Regions from separate parts of the Zea mays genome. Here region 1 is linked to region 2. Evidence: chromatin contacts called from public Hi-C data. All regions are on one chromosome and are shown on one strand. Each heading gives the region's core, a stretch centred on a gene start, on an enhancer-like site or on the middle of the called end of the contact. The rest is flanking DNA. Distances are from core to core; before and after follow the strand shown. Region 1 holds the start of LOC118476712. Region 2 holds the start of LOC100037765 (glucan endo-1,3-beta-glucosidase homolog 1).

The links. A called contact is a pair of places that touch in the nucleus more often than the background predicts.
Region 1: a contact with region 2 is called in a Hi-C map of ear, with 3 times the contacts expected there. The contact joins the promoter of LOC118476712 here to the promoter of LOC100037765 in region 2. A contact is called at or near these places in 12 of 25 Hi-C or Micro-C datasets (bundle sheath, ear, endosperm and 5 more) and 1 of 3 datasets of contacts at active chromatin or transcription factors (leaf).

The regions. Positions count from the first base shown.
Region 1 is chr3:154,282,002-154,288,299 of Zm-B73-REFERENCE-NAM-5.0, reverse strand. LOC118476712 reads right to left here and starts at 3,691. Exons shown (of 4, transcript XM_035966345.1): 1 at 3,345-3,691; 2 at 3,135-3,264; 3 at 2,052-2,156; 4 at 703-1,978. The coding sequence starts at 3,516. The coding sequence ends at 1,936. LOC103650768 (hexokinase-3) reads right to left here. Exons shown (of 9, transcript XM_008676343.4): 4 at 6,219-6,293; 5 at 5,539-5,694; 6 at 5,338-5,436; 7 at 5,131-5,258; 8 at 4,538-4,619; 9 at 3,776-4,458. The coding sequence ends at 4,090.
Region 2 is chr3:154,094,495-154,101,380 of Zm-B73-REFERENCE-NAM-5.0, reverse strand. It overlaps LOC100037765 (glucan endo-1,3-beta-glucosidase homolog 1), which reads right to left and starts at 1,970. Exons shown (of 2, transcript NM_001112264.2): 1 at 1,831-1,970; 2 at 631-1,740. The coding sequence starts at 1,906. The coding sequence ends at 812. It overlaps LOC103650765 (probable inactive purple acid phosphatase 16), which reads right to left and starts at 5,814. Exons shown (of 3, transcript XM_008676338.4): 1 at 5,355-5,814; 2 at 4,587-5,272; 3 at 3,895-4,501. The coding sequence starts at 5,613. The coding sequence ends at 4,271. LOC100277443 (high chlorophyll fluorescence 153) reads left to right here. Exons shown (of 2, transcript NM_001151004.2): 2 at 1-178.

The DNA.
Region 1 (6,298 bases), core at 2,442-4,941, 190 kb before region 2:
GTTGCCAACACAGAAAACATGTAATATCAATGCGCTAAACAAAATGCTAACTATATAATCACTAAGAATTTACTAAACACTAACAATATGCTAAGCAAGAAACTAGCTAACTATTTTAATAAACACTAACAAGAAAATATCTAACTATTTACTAAACAATAAATAAGTGGATAGCTAACTAATTACTAAACACTAACAATAGCTAACAGTTTACTAACTAAGTAATTAAAAAAATTACCTGGCGGCAGTGGACGGGCCGGGGGCGCGCGGCGGCCGGGGCGGGAGATGGCGCGGTGGCCGGGCCGGGGCGGGAGCTGGCGCGGTGGCGAGCGGGCGCGGTGGCGAGCGAGCTCGGCGGCCGGTGCCGTGCGCGCGGCGGCCGGCACTGGCGAGCTCGGCGGGCGGGGCGGGCGAGCTCGGCGGTCGGGCGGACACCGAGCGCGGTCGCCGGAGCTCGGCGGGCGGGGTGGGCGGAGCTCGGGAACGGCGGCGGCTATTTCCTAACTCGGGAACGGCGGCGGCGGCTAAACGTGAAAAGTAACAGAGAAGAAACGCAGAGAAAAGGGGCTCGCGGTTAATTCCTAGCTCGGCGCCAAGATCTGTGGCGCCGAGCTAGGTGTCACGCGGACTTCCACGTCACCCCTGCCCGCCATGGCCACGTCAGAGCTCGGCGCCATAGGCTGTGGCGCCGAGCTGTGTTACCTTTTTTTTCGAACACGCAGGAGAGCTGCGTATCATTGAATTAAGAAGAAGGGTCTAAAATTAGACCAAATACAAACACAACAGAAAAAAAAAGAAATAAAGAAGAAAAAGAAGAAAGAAAATAAACAAGGCCTACTGGACTCTCTACTAGAGCCCTACATGACACCTGGAATGGGAGCTGTAATTAGGGCAAGATGCTTGGCCCCCGCAAACTTCCAAATAATAATTTCTTCTTCAGCTCTTCTAATAGCCCCCTCCAGGCTAGGTGTTACCTCGGCGCCACAGCCTATGGCGCCGAGCATCGGGTCCAAACGTGCAAATAAAATTTCTGGGGGTCCAAACGTAAATTTGTGTCACAAAAGGGGCTAAAAAACAAAAAATTCGGGTTCATAGTACATTAGATGTGGATATGTAACAAGATGAACATCAATGTTAGGGCAATAAGCTTCAACGGTTGGTCCACATGTTATAACCGGTATCTTTTGTGTGCGTCGAAAAATGGGCCACGTAGGTGTTGCGCCCAAATTAGACCCGGTGTGAACCGTACCTCCAGTACTATAGCACGTGCAGTAGCCCTGTAGCGCATGAGTCGGAGTAGTTAAAATAGAGATTTCTTAGAACCAGAGATTGCGTTGGTTTAGAAAATAGGATTGGTTTGTTAGAAAAGGTGGGTCCAAATCTATAAGGATTTCTTCTCTAGTTTGCTTGAGATTGAGTTGGTTTAGGAAATAGGATCGATTTGTTAGAAAATAAGGGGGTGTTTGGGAGTGAAGTTTTTTCATAGTTTTGGAAGAATACTGCAGTATTCTCAAATACTGCAGTATTATATACATAATGGTGTTTGGCAAGCTGGCTAAAATCTCTGTTTTCAAAACTGAAGTATTGCAAATACTATAGTTGTTTTAAGGTATTCTAAACTTAGGTCTAGACCTCAGTTTCCAAAATTGTGGTATTGTAAACTACGGTATTGTCATGACTAAAGTATACTGTAGTATTTCAAAAACTGTGGTTTTCAAAAACTTTTTTCCCAAACAGGGCCTAAGAGTCCAAATCTGTAAGGGTTATGTAACCGTTTTAAAGCAAGCAAGGCAAACATCTTGCCTGGCCTCAATGGCCCTTACACATTCTCTCCCTCCCTCGCTCACTGACATGCCGCCACTCTGCACCCACACCACCACGGTGCCTTCCCGAAGCCAGAAATTCTAACCCAGACCCCCAATGCCACATTACTAGTCACTTTGCAACCGTGATAGGATCAAGGATTCTGCCACCACCACTAGGTAGAGACTATGGATTTAAATAACCTGGCCTGATCGAATTTTCAGCAGTAACTATTTGTACAATCTTACCAGCTTGCAACATGATGCACATGTCCACCAACTCTCTGAACAGCCGTGCTGCAATTATTCAAGAAGCCGATTTCAAGTTCATTCTCTGACAAAGGCATCTCGTTTCTGGTACAAAGAATGAGGAGGATACATGTAGCACTTGTTAGGCGTGTAGCTCGACGAATATACCGACTTGAAAAAAAACAAGAAATTGTTTTCCCAGTTCAAAGCACAGTTGAGTTGTACATACTATTTACCATTTCAACCAAAGACTCCAAAAAAGTGTCTGAACCACCATCTAGTATCTGCTATAATACGGAGCTTTCCTTTCATTTTCTTCAGATTATACATATATCAATATCTATTGAATTCATGTGCTTCTGAACATTTGATCGATAATATGCCCACCACTTGGCGTTACCTTACTTCAAATATGGACAATACGAAATGCAGATGATTGAGAGAGAACATCTGTGTTTGGTTTTAGTAAAGCTCTTTTGTGTCCCTCTGTTATCATCACCACTTTCCGCACACCTTTGATAGCTGATAGTGATAAGAGACAACCTTTAACAACGAAGATCGTCCTGTAAAACTCGTACGTCAAGGAAATTTCCATAATACCAGATCTTATAACGTCTCATCTGAATCAATGTGCTTTTTCCAGGCTATATTGTTGGCTCAGAATAAAAAAGGAAGGAAAAAAAAAGACTAAGTCTCACTAGTCTTCTTCTCCCGGTTGGTGATGTGTCAGTCCAATCCACGTCAAATTAAAGGTAAGTTGATGTGAGAGTGAGACTAAAATATAAAGTCATTCATGTGAAGTTACTTCTAATTGACCGGATTGTTACCGTCAAGAGAGTCCAATCCACCTTATCCTTCAGATAAACCAAGACGCCGTATCAAACTGTAAACGTCAGAAGGATTCGGCGCTACCCACATCATCAATGCAGACAAAATTCCAAACATGCACAAACAAATTCCTGCTCTGCTATGCTACTGATAGCAAAAGGGCGTCATTCCGCTATATTACCGGATTTGTGGAGATCAAAACGCAACAAACAACCGTTAAGGGTGCGAAATTGCCAAGTGTAGAAGGCACTTCACCTTGCGATTGTATCGTAATATCCTCCGGCCGTGCACCATTCGCAGCAAAATCCGTGCAATCCTTGTTGTAACTGCACGAGCGAAACCTCGATACGATAGGCACAGAAACGAATGGTCGAATAGGGGAGCCCTATCGAACAGAACACATGGATGAGAACGGCAAATGGAGGGTGCAATTATCCGGGAGAAGGAGATCGAGAAGGTGCACACAGGAGAGAGAGAGCTCACGACGTGTCCGGCGGCGGCAGAACGGCGACGGCGACAGAGAGACGGCGGGAGGCGCGAGCGGAGGCAGAGGAGACGGGAGGAGCCGACGTGTGGCTCGGAGCCTTCTGGAAGAAGCCGTCGCGCCTTTTCGAATGGGGCACGCGCCGGGTTCCATGGCAATTGGGTTCCGCCGGCTTTTGCCGTTTGTGGCCCGTGGCCCACGTACGTACTGCCTTGATGGTATGGGCCAATTCTCTTATTGGGCTTCTTTCTAACTACTCAAGGATCCAGTCGTCTCAGCTCATACAGTTTGGTGCTCCCCTGTCTAATCAGACCATCTGATGAATGTTTGATCTCTGATCTCTTAGTAAATGACTCAGTAGATGATCCTTCAACCTCAAGGACCAATGTGATGTCCATTGCTGCGTCCAACATTAGAAAAAAAAAATGGTTATCTCAGCTTGTCATGACTCATGACATTTTGCCATTTTGGTCACAAGATCAGTTCATCAGCAACTCGGACTTACAAAGAATCATAATTCCCTTCCACACTGAAAAAAAAAGGTAAACCTAGTACACAGCAACGCCTACATCCACAAGAGCAAGGCAGAAGAGTGATAAGAGCTTGAGATAGGAGAACAGGTATTTCTCTGCACAAGACCAGATTTTATATATATGAATATAGATATCAAATAATATCCCTTTTTACATTTGCACAGAGGGGCTGTATCACCATCTTCCCTTCTCCCTATATGGAACCTTGCTGTCTATTCGACGAATGTACGGCGGCGAGGAGGGCAGCGCCGGCCCCAGACCCATCCACTGTCACCTCCAGTGTCACCGTCCGCGCCACCTCCTCCCCCAAGATCTCCACCAGGGCTTCATCTAGGTACTCCCTGAACTCCGGGTAGCCCTCATATAGGCCACCCTCGATCGCCACCACCGTCCGCCTCAGCTGCCCTCGCGTTCTCCCGCTTGAGGCAATGCCGCTCCCATCCCGACCCAGCTTTTTCAGTATCCCAACAATGCCAGCGGCGGCTAGGCGGGCAGCTCTCCGGGTGACGATGTCGCAGACTTTGACGACTAGCCTCCGAGTTTTCAGAGGAGTGTCCGGTATCTGCAGCAAAATCACCAAAACTTCAGTACAGGTTGAAGGAACACACATGCTTAACTTCAGGGAGATCGGGAAAGCTGACCTTCAGATGGTCTTGCAATATCCTTCTGACTTCGCTCAGATCTGGTGAATCGTCCTTGCGAATTGCAGCCAGAAGTGGTGTGCTGGAACACAAACAGAAGCATATACTAAAGTATCAGCAATATTTTCTGCGCACAAGCTTTAGTTTAGGTAATCGCCAACGTGATTTTGCCTTTTAGTGTTTGGTTCGACCCAACTAAAGTTTAGTTCCTGTCACATCGAATGTTTGAATGATATTTATGGGTATTAAATATAGTTTAATTATAAAACTAATTACGCAGATGAAGACTAAAATACGAGACGGATTTATTAAACCTAATTAAGCCTATATTTAACACCCAATGACGCATAAACATGAAACATTCTGCAGTAATATGCACAGCTGAGCAGGAAGGTTTCCAACATAGATATGATATGGATCATGTACTTGACATTGGGAAGCATGAATCCAAAGATGCAGAACACAACATAGAGTACTGCATTGGTAGCAAATATAACCCGATACTTGCTACGTTTCCTTTGAAAAAATCTACTTCACCTTTTCCACTACACAAAAAAAAATGGAATAAACAAAACATAGAAAACTTAAGGTACCTCAATGTGAAGGGGGTGGATAGATTATCAGCGGCATCACCAAAGACATCTGATTCTAGAGCCATTCGATGCAGCACCAGCCTTGCAATTTCCCCAAGATAAATCCCAGATATCATTTTTTCAAACCCCTGGATCAATGTCAGATTTGTTCAGTAATACTAACAAAAGGTACAGCTATTCCATAACATACTTTACACAAAGTGTCACCTGATCATTGCGATTTTGCGTCTCATCATCAAGGGAGATGTCATAAGGAGTTCTTGGCAAATGTGATGACCAGAAATTGCCCCATTCCATGTTTACAACCTGATGAATTGAACGATTGAATAAGAACTACATCTTTGTCCACAGGATAAATCGATGATATTGATAATTTGGATACAGAGCAAAGCAGCAAGAGAATAATACCATGCCACCAGAGTTTGTAAGAAGACCCTGACATTTAATAATTGCATCAGTGCGTTCGATATAGCAAGCATTGGTGCCAGCACCGATTATCACAGCAGCCACTGTATCCTCATCGTGATAATGACCTAGAGCTAACGTCCCCACAGTGTCATTCACCTAAGTAGAAATAGAGCTAAGGTAAGTATTTATAAGGTGCTAAAACTAACACACTATTAAAAAGCAATAAGCATAAGAATATGCTAGTTGAGAATATTCTCTTGCTAGCCCAAAGAAATTGCTTGGTGAAGCAAATTTGAGAGACCAAGACTAACAATCTGAAGAGCTTTGATACTACAGGAAAAGCTGGCATCAATAAAAGGTTTAAAAGCGCACAAATAACAGATTTTCCAGGGAATGACACAGCTATCAACTAAATTTAATGAAACATAAAGGCTGCCCAGTTAGCAGATGATCACTGACTCACTGTGCTGTCTTCTCAAAATTAACTAGGCATGGGAATGGGCGCAACGATCATGCTATTCATCCATTGCTTGGTGATGATTTAAGTTTTGGACAAGGGCACCCATATTATAATGCACAGAACACTAAATATATTCCATATTGGCCAATGTGTACCAAATAGAATGAAAAAATAACAAACAAACATTCAAGCACAATTGCAACAGTAGGCAACAACCTACCAGTGCAGTAACTCGCACATTTAGTCCACTCCTAGCAAGAGCTTCATTTAAGCATTGAGCCACATCTTTCCCAACCTGAA
Region 2 (6,886 bases), core at 721-3,220:
TCTCCGTGTTCATGCTCAGAGACACAGAGAGAGAGTTTAATTATAGCGTGTATGGTTTGAGGAATGAGTTCTCGCTTTTTTTTTGTTTAGTTTGTGGAATATAATAAGTTCATCTATCACTATTTTATTTTTTATAATCTAATAATTAGTAATAATACTAGGGATGAGTCAATTTCAATAAGGGGGTGTTTGTTAGAGGGATTAAAGATTAGTCTCTAGTTTTTAGTCTCATTTAGTCCCTTTTTTGCCAAACACTAGGACTAAAATATAGACTAAAATGATTTAGTCTTTAGTCCTTCACATAGGTGCTAAAAGAGACTAAAAGCTCATAATTATCATGTTGCCCTTACCTTTTTTATAGATAACTAATATTATGAGTATATTCTAAGGGCATTTTAGTCTTTGGACAATGTATTTAATGACTTTAGGATCTATTTAGTCCTTAAAACCAAACATGTAGGGACTAAAGTTTAGTCCTAGGACTAATTGAAACTAAACATGACCTAAATTTGTGGAATAGAACGAGTAACACGTCCTTAGTTTGGCGATTGTCTTGGCTCTCTTGGAAATATGCATGCTCGCAAAGGAGAAAATTAGGAGGAATTGAAAGCATATATAGAAATAATTGTACTTCTTGTTATTGATCTTTAGGAAATAATCGAAGCAGTTGCCTTACATGAATACACTTTGCATTCTACTGCAGGCAGTTTATTTATTCTACTTTCTCCCGTATGTATGTGTATGTATATATCTATGTGTGTGTATTGCCTTATAAATGTCTTGGAATGGACCTCGGCGTCTTGTTTAGGAATTAGGAGAAATTGATGGGGTACGCCGGCGATTTGTCCGGGTTGAAGAGGCCGAAGTGCCTCTCCGACTCGGCTCCCGTCTTCTGGTCCTCGTTGAACATGGCGAAGATGTAGGTCTCGATGGGGCCAGGGCGCTTGGGCGTGCCCTGGCCGACGTGGTTGATGAGGTTCTGGTTGTAGGTCTGCGCGTTGGCCGCGGTGGCGGCGTCGCCCCCGGCGGACGGCCAGCCGCTCTCGGACACGACGACTGGGACGTTGCCGGCGCCGGCGTTCTGGAGCGCGGAGACGAAGGTGTCGACGAGCGCGTCGAAGAGGTTCTGGTACGCGTTGCTGCCGTCCTGCACGACGGTGCCCGGCGAGGTGAAGAGCGCGTAGCTGAGGTCGATCTGGGCCGGGTTGCCGATGTAGGAGAAGTAGGGGTAGACGTTGCACAGCAGCGGGGCGCCGGTGCTCTGCAGGTACTGCGCGATGGGCGCCATGTAGCCCTGCGAGAAGGTGCCCTGCGACGGCGGGAAGCCCTGGGTGACGTCGCTCTGCACCGCCGTGGACACCTTGATGCTGCCGCCCAGGCCGGCGTTGGCCAGCGCCGCGTTGAGGTTCTTCATGGCGGGAAGGATGCTGCCGGTGTCCCCGCCGGAGGCCTCGTTGCCCACGGCGATGTAGCGGAAGCTGACCGACGGGAACGCCTGCACGTTGCTCTGCACCCAGGCGGCCGCCGCGCTCGGGTCGGAGGCCAGCGAGGCGAGGTCCGTGTTGGGCACGTCCATGATGAGCCCGATGCTGGTGCCGCTCAGCGCGTTCAGCGCGTTGGCGTCCGGGAAGTAGATGCGCATCAGGTTGATGCCGTTGGACTGGTACAGCTGCACCACGTCGCTCGCCGGGGGCAGGTTGTCGCCGTTCACGCCGTAGCACACGCCGATGGATTGGACTCCTGTTTAGTAATAAGGACATTAGTGTCAATAATCATGCATGCATGCACGGATTATGGGTGGATGCGCATGCACGTATAGGTATAGTCTACCTGTAGGAATGGCTGCGAATGCTCCGAGAAGCAATGCCAGCGCATGCATGGAAGCGACGACACCCTGCCTCGCCATCTTGGAAGGATCGGCGGTGGTCAGCTCAGCAGTACCAGCGAGATGAGCACTACTAGTGTAACTGATGCCGTTCTACTGCACTCTGCATGCAATTCACCGAGGCATCGCGGCCATATTTATAGCCAGGTAGAGCTGTAGGCAGTGCAGGCCGTTCCAAGGCGGCCACTATCCAGTTGGGCAGGCCACACGATCATAGCCATCCAGCAAGTCCCCGGCCGGTCGTTGACGATGGATCGGTTCTTGTTTTTTCTCCCCCAAGTTTCCACCACTACGTCTACGTACACAGCCATTTTTCTCTAGTTTCTATACTGCACGTACGTAGTTGGGGATTGGGATACAGCTAGTACGCCATGGCCGTATGCGCGAGGATGGCAACGGCGGTCGCGATCCCGGCTGGCCTAACACACAAACACAAACACGCGGCCCGGCGGCGGCCGGGCGCTGCTGAGATAGATGCATGCGCGGCGAGAAGGTCCTCCGCCGATCGCGGCCTGTGGCGCCGGACGCTGCATGAATAGCACGTAGAATACAAAGGCGCGCGTTGGACGGGCTCGTGGAATTCCTGGCCGAGCTGACCGGACCCCTGCCCCGTTTGGTTAGGGGAGGGATGTCTTGCTATTCTTGAGCCTGATGATCAGCGGGCGTCGGCTCGCGCTCCCCGGCCTGCGATTCGTGAGCCTGCTTCGGGGTCGCGATCGCGCGTGGCGGCGTGGGGACGGGGCATGCCAGCTTCCGTCGCAGCCTTCGCTCTGCGTCCCCATCGGCTTCAGAATTTGGAACCCCTCTTCAGATGTTGGAAGATGGAGAATGGGAGATCATCTGGTTGACTGCGCTGCGTGCGTCCTCGCCTACCTTTGTTTCGGCCCAAGACAAGAGGTGTGAGGAGCACGTGCGAGTCAGCCTCGTGAGGGCGGCCAGGTCCATCCGCTGCAATGCAATGTAATGCGGCCCATTCTCTCTCTCTCTCTCAAATTACAGGATGTTTGGTTTTTAGATAATAGCCAGTTGATCGTGCTTTACTACGGTTGCTACTATTAAAATATTTATTTAAATATAATTATTCTTTAATTCTAAATACTAAGATAAATTTCTGGAGCAGGGGTTATGAGTTTAAGTGCTCGTTCTGCATTATTTTTTGCACAATGTGATAGACAAGTAGCCACACGGGTGGGGTCAGATGCTGGGCAGGCGTAGTAGCTGGTTGCACGGACGCTGGGTGTGGGGTACACAGGGCACAGCGCCGAGGCGGGGCGCGTGGGGCAGGCCGCGGAGGGTGAAGACGTGGTAGCACTAGACGTCCACATTAGGTTCTTAATAGAGTAGTATAAAAATATATATTTTTAGTCCCTCTATTTTATTCTATTTTATTTTAGTTACTAAATTATCCAACACGGAAACTTTCCGAAAATATTACTAATTTAGAAACTAAAATAGAATAAAATAGCTGGACTAAAATTAGTCTCTATAAACCGAACACTCTCTATATCATTCCTTTTATACCCATAATCCATTTTCCAACACAATCTTAGGAAATGTCACACTTGTTCCTTCGACTGTGATTTTATAGTGCAACCAATGAGCATCGTGGTACAAGAGCACTAACAGGTAGTGTGACCTACTCTTTGCACTATTACACCAATCATTCAATATAAAATCACCATCGAACTTCTCCTTGACACCACAAAAGGGTCGCTCAAGCTACAAGCATGATGCCCCAACTTTGAACTCTAGGCAGCAGCACCCACTGCGAGCACGAATTAAGGAGCTCCTCGCCGGATGCACTTTTGTTTTGGAAAAATATTTCAGCTATAACTAGAGCGATAATGGATCATGATTCAAATATATTTTTTACATTAAATTATGGTTCTTAAATAATTTTAGTTTAAAATTATATGGCTGTCATTGACTCTTATTCTGAACTAATATATTATGAGCCATTAGATGACCCTAATCGTTTGTAAGTCTATCAATAAAGTTGTACATGTAGCAACACTTTTTTTGACCTGTTTGGCGGAGAGAAATGGCGGCGAAATAGCATTGTGAAGACGAGCCAAAATTTCTACAAAAACAAGTAAATATTTTAGGTCTAGTTTGAGAGTCTAAAATCCATAGAGAATTGAAGGGGCTAAAATTCTTTCTTTATTTAATTTTAATTTTGAATAAAGAGAGAATTTTAGCCGCTCCAAATTTTCTTCGATTTCGTGGCTTTCAAACTAGCCCTTTAAGAAACTACCGGGGGCCATATACTATGTCCTCCGGTGCTCTTATTTTTGGTGTTGTTATATTTATATACGTTGTTTATATATATAAAGAAATATCCTCTATACTGTACATTGTACAAGAGAATCAAGCAGGCAGATGGATTCAGGAGGTTAGTGTAACGTCGCTGTGCCTGGTCCCGTTCTCCATCCGTATCCATGACACGGCCGAGAATGGCTCCTCCGTGACCTCAAGGATCCTCGCTCCTCTGGGCCAGTCACCGTATCCCCCGTACCCCGTGTGCCGTGCGAAGCACAGCCACAGCTCCTGCTCCCGCTCCTCGCCGTCGTAGGGGCAGCACCAGTCCAGCCCGTGGTTGTGCCCAACAAACACCGCCTGTCATCGATCGATCGATCGAGAGAAGACAGTGTCACCGCCAACAATATTCTGATCCAAGCCAAGCACCTGGACAGTGACGCACCTTCACCGACGACCTCTTGGCGAGCGCATCCATCATGCCCCATTCAGCTGCCTGCGGCGCCACTTCCTCCTCGTTGATGGAGCCGACGCAGGGCTTCCTTATCTCAGACTTGGCCTTCGGAGCTACCTTGGCGTACGCCGTGCTCGGTATGTGCCAGAAGATGAGCTCGGGGATCCTTCCATCTGGATTCAGGAACTGAGACTGGGTGTGGAACCACCTGACCTGCGCGCTGGACACCACCTCGGTGTACGACCCGCCGCCCGAGTCGAGGAAGTACATGAGCAGAGCCGGGTCGTGGTCGTGACCGTCGCCGCGGGCCCGCCGTCCCCGCGAGAGCACCTGCAGGACGTAGTTGGAGACGCCGGGCCACAGCTCCCTGGGCCCGCTGGACGAGTAGGACAGCAGCCGGTTCGCGCCGGTCTCCGCCGCCATGAGGTCCGTCCGGGGAGTCCCACGGAAGCCGCACCCTGATCCTGGACCCGGCGGCCAGCGCAGCGGCGGGACGCCGTCGGGGGAGAACCACTCGGGCGGCCACTCGAAGGCCATGTCGTCGTGGTTGCCGAACACCGTCGCCCACGGCACGCCCCGGCCTCGGGCGGCGGAGACGGCGCGGTCCCAGTACAGGCTCGCGTTCGGGACCGGGAGGTTGTTGGCCGTCACCAGGTCGCCGAGGTACACCACCAAGTCTGAGCGAAGATGCGTTCCGTTTCAGTTCTTTCGGAGGAAAAGGGAAAGGGAGGCAGAAGCAGAGCGTGCGCATGCACGCACCTGGGTTCTCGGCGTCGAGGACGGCGGCCATGACGCGGTCGGACGCGGCGTCCTGCGCGGGCCCCCAGTCCGTCCACGCGTCCTCGCCGTAATGCAGGTCCGCGAACAGGGCCACCTTGAACGCTCCTCCTGGCCCGAACCGCAGCGGCGGTCGCCCCTTGGCGGCCGCGTGCTCCGTCGCCGGCCGCAGCGCGGCCACCACGATCGCCAGTGCGGCGGCGAGCAGGGCGGGCCCGGGGCTGCGCCACCACTTGTGCATCGCGGATTTGCTCGACGGCTTGGGCGGCGTGGTCCTGGGAGCGTCGGGCTTGGCGTGTTCTTGGTCTGGTGAAGCCCCACGCTCGGAGTCGGAGGGAGGTGCGGGATAGTACAGTGGGAGCGAGACGTGACGTGACGGCTGGCCCTGGCGTTGGGAGCACGGGCCGTGGAAGACTGGCAGCTCTTAAAAAAAAAAAGCGGCGGCCGTGAAGCTACGCTTTATCATTTATCAAGCATTGAAGCCCGTCGGCAAACAGGGGAATATGCTGCCGTGTGCCTAAGAATATTACTTTGGCTGCACCATGAAAACAATTCCGCTGCTAGCGAACTTATTATTTGAGTCTATAAAATTAGAAAATCAGAAAAAATGAGTCATATAATTTGGTCGTTCCGTGTAAAACCGCCCAAAATTATATTTAATTAATTCGGATGCGGACATGACATATCACGTTATAACATATTAATAAAAGTCTGAAGACCCAAGTAACATAACATATCATCTAAGTGACATAGTATATCATGTTCGAGGACCGACGTGACTCTAAGTCACGTCGACATCTAGTTTGAGCAAACCCGTTTTTGGATGGACCGCCAAGTTTTAGCATTTGTTTTTCTAGTTTTGTGAGTTCGGAGACCTAAATGATACAACGTGTCAAGTTTGAGGAGCGTTACTGTATTTTACTCTAGAGCACATTTAGCCATGCAGTACATGTATGCTTACATAAATACTTTTTCCTTGACCAACTAACAATTTTACATCAGAAGAGTTTGCCTATCAAGTAGAGCATTATAGCATAAACAATGCTGATGTTGGATTTAAATGGACATGGCTCAAATTAATTTATTAAATTACCCAATTTTAAAATTTTATATTATATTTGTCGGGACCATAATTAGGGGTACCTCCAAGACTCCTAAATCTCAGCTGGTAAACCCAATCAGCACAAAGCTGCAAAGGCCTGATGAGTGCGATTAAGTCAAGGCTCAGTCCACTTAAGGGACACGATCTCGCCTCGCCCGAGCCCAGCCTCGGGCAAGGGCAACCGACCCCGGAGGATTCACGTCTCGCCCGAGGGCCCCCTCAAGCAACGGACACACCTTCGGCTCGCCCGAGGCCCAGTCTTCGCCAAGAAGCAACCTTGGCCAAATCGCCACGACGACCGACCGTATCGCAGGAGCATTTAATGCAAAGGTGGCCTGACACCTTATCCTGACGCGCGCCCTTCAGTCGACAGAGCCAAAGTGACCGCAGTCACTTCGCCGCTCTACTGACC